Regions from separate parts of the Arachis hypogaea genome. Here region 1 is linked to region 2. Evidence: chromatin contacts called from public Hi-C data. All regions are on one chromosome and are shown on one strand. Each heading gives the region's core, a stretch centred on a gene start, on an enhancer-like site or on the middle of the called end of the contact. The rest is flanking DNA. Distances are from core to core; before and after follow the strand shown. Region 1 has its middle 15 kb from the start of LOC112733084. Region 2 holds the start of LOC112733080 (ras-related protein RABC1).

Evidence for each region. Hi-C and Micro-C count contacts between places; a contact is called where the count stands out from the background.
Region 1: a Hi-C map of an unstated tissue shows a contact between it and region 2, with 4 times the contacts expected there. The contact joins the enhancer-like site here to the promoter of LOC112733080 in region 2.

The regions. Positions count from the first base shown.
Region 1 is chr13:123,137,237-123,140,707 of arahy.Tifrunner.gnm2.J5K5, forward strand. No RefSeq gene overlaps it. Among protein-coding and RNA genes, the nearest start is that of LOC112733084, 15 kb to the right of the region's middle. Within about 2 kb of position 1,900, at least 3 of the 3 cell types and tissues checked have open chromatin away from gene starts, as enhancers often do.
Region 2 is chr13:122,839,273-122,842,882 of arahy.Tifrunner.gnm2.J5K5, forward strand. It overlaps LOC112733080 (ras-related protein RABC1), which reads right to left and starts at 1,796. Exons shown (of 7, transcript XM_025781946.3): 1 at 1,539-1,796; 2 at 1,308-1,453; 3 at 1,156-1,224; 4 at 1,004-1,069; 5 at 693-814; 6 at 267-395. The coding sequence starts at 1,443.

The DNA of each region.
Region 1 (3,471 bases), core at 650-3,149, 300 kb after region 2:
TTTGTTTTAATTATATAAATTTTTTTCTATAATAATTTAACATTAGTAAATTTTGTAATATATAAGTATGTTATTATAAAAAAAGAATTATATGATTGATTAGACACATTTTTCCATAAAAAAATATTTTTAACAAGAAATCAAGAATTAAAATACACATCTTTTTTTCGGTTCTTATGAAATACACATTTCTGTTGTGTGTAAATGGGCTACACTAAAGGCACTTCAAGCACCCTTATTACCATTTTCGACCTCTTCAATCTAGACGAAAGAAGTCAGAGATGGTAGTGTGGTGCTTGAAATATCTTCACGTCAATTCCAAGATGGCGGTTAGGGGTACCCGCAAGAGAAAAAATATTTTATAAAAGCACTTATATTTAAATAACATGTAAAAAATTAGAAATGAAATTAATGGATTCAAAGATATTGAGAATTTTGAATTTATAGAAAAAAAGGAGAAAAAACTAGTAAATGGACTAGTTTGGTGCACGACATTCAATTTTAGGGACTAAAAATGAGTCACTTAACGCAAAGTGACGGACTGATTTGGTGTATCTACAATGATGACATAATGGATGACACGTGGACGAATACGGTTACGACATGTGGCACAAACAGACATGTGGTCAAAGAGCACTGTGACACGTGGCATAACCATCTACAACAGCATGCCACATGTCACTGGTCAACACATCATCATACCATTACACGTGGCTAAATCATGGAGTGACATGTGTTACTAACAGCCCACGTTATCACGTCGTTAATAAAAAATGGGTCAGGGACTAACGTGGTATATTTTTGTCAATCTCAAGACCTAATTAGTGCAATTGGAATCTTAGAGACGATTTTAGTGCACGACGCCAATTTCAGAGACCATTTTAGAGTTTAGCAAATTATAACCTCCACTTCTTTAGTATAGAATTGTTAATAAAATTAACAATACGATAATATTATAACAATTTTATAGCGTTAAATATTTAAATAAAATATTTAAAATATTAAGAATAACTTAAAGTTTTGAGTCAAATATTACAGACAAAAATTCGAAATAAAAAATAATGGTGATGTGCATTCCAAAATAAAGCTTGGTAAGAAATTGTTATATAGTAGTTAGTTGTTTGATGCAAGAAATCTCCCATTTCTATCAAACTATGAGTGATATTTTGGTACAACTTGTATGAGTGAAGTGAGTGCACGTTTTTCAAGAGTAGAGAGCGAAAGAACGATGATATATAAGACAGTGAGTTTTGTGCCTATACAGATCAGGCTCTCAGGACGCCTCTTACTTTTTGTCAGGAAGAGTAAGAGGTTTCTTGGTTTATTATGAAATTTGGTTGCTCCCACATAAATTTTGTTATTTGCAAAAGTAAATCCTGTTTATTTGAATATTGTTTGTGGGTGCAACAAATATTGGGCCGGCCCGTCCAATGTCATAATATCTTCGGCCCTTTTTTTTGTTATAGTTACCCGCAAGTATTATTTATTGTCTCTAGTGGAGGACAAAAACATTTAAACATGAAAAGTTCAAGTTAAAAAAAAAAAACGTAAAAAGTTGAAGACCAAAAAAAGAAAACCTGAGAAGTTTTACATTTTTATTAGAGAAAAATTGAAAGACAAAAAACAAGAAATGTATCATCTTATTGTCTGAAAGTGGTTTCTCTTCTCTAAAACTCAAATCCCCAAATTGAAAAAGTAATGGTATCCGATCTAAGAGTTTGATTGCGGCCAAGTTGCATAAAATACTTTGACATCCGCGGTAGTTTCCATGATCCGTAGCTGATGGTCAGCATTTCGTTCTGTTTGAATTTCTGTATGGAGTTATACATTGTGCATTGAATTAAAGCAGTGTTGTTCAAAGATAAGCAGAAGTACACTTATTTCATGGTTTTTATGTTAAGTTTGTAGGCATTATTAGAGGAAGATCTAGACATGTACTGTGACGATTCGATATATGCATCATTCCAGGAAGAAGGGGTGTTTGAGGAGAATGAAGTGAGCAACGAAGATTATTTCGAATGGGTTGGGGGACATTTAGCTGAGTTCTGTGAGAAAGGCGATGACATTAACAGTTCTTGAAAGATAGTTATTTTTGTTAAAATAGCGTTATGTAATTAGATGCATGTGTAAAATGATTTTACACTTATACTTATAGTGCATCAAAATTAAATTCTTTAAATAATGACATTTTAAAATTTAATTGTTTGAATTGTAAATATATATCTATCATATAAGTTATTTGTGCAATTTTTTAAATTAAAAATGTAATTGACTAATTTATTTTAAATTGAATTAATATGGAATTTTATGTTTATAATTAAGAAGATATGAGATTCATACTTAACAACAAACTTTTTTTATTAGAATAGGGTACTCAACAATTTTTTTTATTTGTCTTACATTTACTAATCCTAGTCAATTCTCTTTTTCTTTAACTAAAAATGTTGGTCATTTAATATTTTTCTCAAAAATATTTTTTACTATAGTTTAAGATAAATTGTATTTGAAAAAAAAATATATTTTAAAAATTGATCTAATTAGAAATGAATTGAAAACAAATTATTATATTTAAGATAGTTATATAAAATAAAATAACATTGTCCTCCATATTTCAAAAACTCTGTTTCAAATTTTCAATGGAGCTAATGCAAGGTTCTTAGTATTGGGGCTATTTCTTGGGCTGGAGGTTCTTTATATTGGCAACGGACTGTCCTGCAGCGATAAAATAGTATTTATAAATAAATTGTTACTTTGATTAAATAACTATTTTAAATTTGTGACACCTTCAATATAATTTGCACAACTACATAATCTCTCTTGTAATGTTGGAATAAATAACATTAATTTGACCTAATTTAAACATAAATTTTCTTCTGTTTTAATCATTTTTTAATTAACTCTTATTAATAACTAAATAAAATTAAAACAAATTTCATAGTGCCTTTTTTTTTGTCAAGAATAAATTGCCATTTATTTCAGACTCAGTTATGGATCAATTCCAATATCAAATTTTATTTCAAAGTCTAAATTGACAAATAAAATAAGTACCTCTTACCAGTAATAAACCAAAAAAAAAATCTACCACTCCAACTACTAAAATGCCAAAATCAGAATTATCAAAACAAAAAAAAAGGCCAATTCACAAGAAAACAAATATTTATAAATTTTTACCCATACATATAATTTTTATATTTTCACCCAAAGTGTTCAGACAGAATTGTAATTATTATAAAACTGGTTCTACTTGTCTGGAGGTCAGAAATAACACCTCATTCATACAGCCTGTCAATGTACAATACATGTGTCTAATTCTGGAGCCAACACCATGACAAAAAGTAAGGAGCATTCTAAGAGTCTGATCTAGACAGACACAAGCTAAAACTCACCCCCAAATCCCATGTCATAACAAGTTCGTGTATTTCTCAAATTCTGGTGCGTTTTAGCCTACGCTGATCTAATTGGGGTTAATGA
Region 2 (3,610 bases), core at 546-3,045:
TGCAAGAAAAGCAATCCATTTACATGTGCCCCCCCCCCCTCTCTTCCCCAAAAAAGAACAAAAAAAAAATTTAAACATTTCTACCCTCCATATCTCATTCAACAGAAAACAGAGCAGAGAGCCAGAGAGAATACAGAAAAAGAATAATCATAGCCTTCAAAAGTGATAGTAGAATGTTATTTGTATGGAGCAAGAGGAATCTATGATGCAGCATGCTTAATTGTCAAAGATAATATTAGGAAATGCGCATAAGTCGCTTAACATACCTTCAAAACAAGCTCTTCAAAGCATTGTTGTACATTAACCCGAGTTTTAGCACTGCATTCAGTAAACAGGCAACCATATTCCCTGGCAAATTCTATTCCCTCTTTCTTTGTCACAACTCTTTCACTCTCCTGAAAAACATGCAAGTCAAAAAGTCAAGTTTCCTCTATTGGCACAAGAAAATGATAAGATGCAGGAATCAAACAAGAAACTGAATGTGATATGTTTTTTTTTGGCCAACTATACACATCCAAAGTTTAAGGTGGAATCGAAAAACCGGTAGCAAAATCAATGATATGAATGTTAACAACAGAATCCTCTATAAGAGTACATGAAATTCAAGATTCACGCGAAAGCCCCCACTGAATGAGAAAAGGATTTATTGTATTTTCTTATAAATACCATGTAAAAACCCCAAATGAAGGTACCTTGTCTACTTTGTTTCCCACAAGCATCTTGATGCAGTCTTGATTTGTTGAATAGAGGTCAATTTCCTTTGCCCATATGTCAGAAAGATTTGTAAATGTTTCCCGTCGCGTTACATCATAAACTGCAATGGTTAAAGGTACAAAACATTGAGAATAAGCAGCAAACCCTAAAATACAGATCTCAACAGTGAAACCACCTTGGGGGATGGGACATGTGAAACCAAAAAGCATTCTTTCTATCCAATGAATTATTATTCTCTTGTATTAGGTTGCAATGAAAATTCAAGTGATTCAAGAGAATAGAGATTTACCCATAATGATCCCTTGTGCCCCTCGGTAGTAAGAGCTTGTGAGCGTTCTGAATCTCTCTTGACCAGCTGCATTATTAAAGTTAAAGTATAGACAAATGGAGATATATATATAGAGTGACTCAGACATTAAATCAAACAGAAAGAATGCATACCAGTATCCCAAATGGCAAGCTTGAGCTGTTTACCACCGATAGTAACATATTTGATCTTAAAATCAACACCTGAAGAAGGAAACTTCAAATCAAACAACACATAGAAACAGTGAGTGACATAATCAAAGATGCAGAAGAGAGAGCACACTGACCAATGGTGGGGGAGAGATCTTGAAAATCATCAGAGGTGAAACTGAGGAGTAGGCTGCTCTTGCCAACACCAGAGTCCCCAATCATCAACAATTTGAACAGATAATCGAATTCCTGTTGCCCTAAACTCGAATCCATCCCTTCAAAACTGCAATTAATCAATCAATTAAATCTATGGCACGCAAAGTAATAACAATAATGATTTCATAAGAATAGTGGTTATACTGACATACCTCAGGCTCAGAATTGAAAATAGGACGAAATCTTAGGAATATAAGAGAAAAGAAGAGAAGAGAAGAGAAGAAAGAGGGTTAGATCGGCGGTGATCTAGTTTGATCACTTTGACGTTTCAGTTTCTTTTTCTTTGCGACTTCCAATGTTATGCTATCCCTTTTGCTTCCACTGCGACTACTCCAGAAGCGCTAACGTGCCTATTGCTTAACAACCAAGCACCCTGAAATTAGTATTACTACGAGTCTACGACAATTATTGACTATAGGATATTACTAATTAAATTTGAATCCTCTAAATTTTTTATTTTTAATTTAAAGGGTAAAATGTGATCTTTTATTTTTAAATAATTTTTTTCTCATATTTATTCTTGATCCCACTTATAAAATAAATAGTGAAAGATTATACTTTATTCTCTAAAGTAAAATTTAAAATTTAGAAGATCCAAATTTTTACTAATTTACTAGGGTTTTTTTTAATAAATAAAAGAATTTTGCTAAGAATCAAGAGGGGATTTAGCTAACTCCTGCCAACTTTTTAATGGGCTGGACCTCAAAATTCATCTTAATAAAAATAAGTTAATATACATGAATGTTTCTTCTGCTAAGTATCGAAATGTTTCTTTTTCATACTGAAATGATGTTCTTTTATATATTTTTCGATTTTTTTTGTATTGCAAATATGAATGTTTCTATTTCTTTAAGAATTTCATAATTTTTTTTATTTTATAGATATCTAATTATTTTTGCCAAAATATAATTGAATATTTCTTTTGTTAAGTATTAAGGATTTTTTTTCATATTAAATGAAATGTTTTTTTTATATTTCTGTAATTATTCAAGGACAATTCGTGCTCCATCACTGCTTCCTTAAACAATTCCTGAAGCTGAACCAAGTGCAAGGTAGAGACCGATTTAAAGGTATCTACGTGATGTCTTTGACACGCACCTTCCCTATGGGCAAAGCTTCATATTTCTTCGCTACCCGAGAAGGCCTTCGGTTCGGGGTCTCCCATCTGGCTCAATGGGGACCTTTAATTCTACGACTATGACAGAGCTAAAGAAGCTTACATGCATGGCATCCGAACTCTCATACACATTCCAACCACTGATGGCGTTCTTGAAATGGGTTCCTACGATCTCTTCACTGGAAAATGGGCACTCCTTTAACAAACTAAGTCACTCTTTGGATCGCAACACCAGCAACTCAATGCATTATTGCGTCACTTTCAGTCTGAGAAGTTGCAGAATATTGGGTGAGGGCAGAGGCGGAGAGGGCCTAACGGTGAGAGAGAGAGAGGTCTGTGTGTGTGGTTGTTGGAGGTGGGTAGGTTAATGTGAGAGAGAAGAGAAAGATTTTTATAGATTTTAATTAGGTTTACTTAATCAATTTTAAATTTTTTAAATTTTAAATTTAAAAAATTTAAAATTAATTATTAATATAATTATAATTAATTAAGTTATTCCATTCTTGGCTGATTAGGAGTTGTTCTATATACTTTTCCTAAATAAAATAAATATTAAATTTTACACTTATAGCTATAGACACCCATAAATTAATTTATGATTATATCCTTTATTACATATTTTGTCCTCAGCATGGACGAGTTTCTTATAAACTATTTTGTTATTGGCATAGTTGAAATAAGCAAGAAAAGACTAGTAATATTTCTAATTTACAAATGAGATAAGATACTATCATCTTTATTAATGTATTTCATGTATGATGAGAACAAGATACATGTATAAAAAATTACTGATATAATATCTTATCTAAAACAATGTATTAGCACAAATAATAATTCTTAAAACATAATCTCAACATAAAAAAGACATAGAAGATAACATAACATAAGAAGCACAATTCCATTGATAATATACAATACAGTGTAAATACAAACTAATACATGTAATCACAGGTTTTTTGTGGGGTGCATTTTAGACAACCTTCGACTTTTGTGACTCACCTACCTACACAAGCCACAACACTTCTTCTAACGCACAACAAGGTTTATCTCATTTCTAATGCTTGTGGACATCGGTCAACCTTTAACCTTTCTTCGCATAACTGGGTC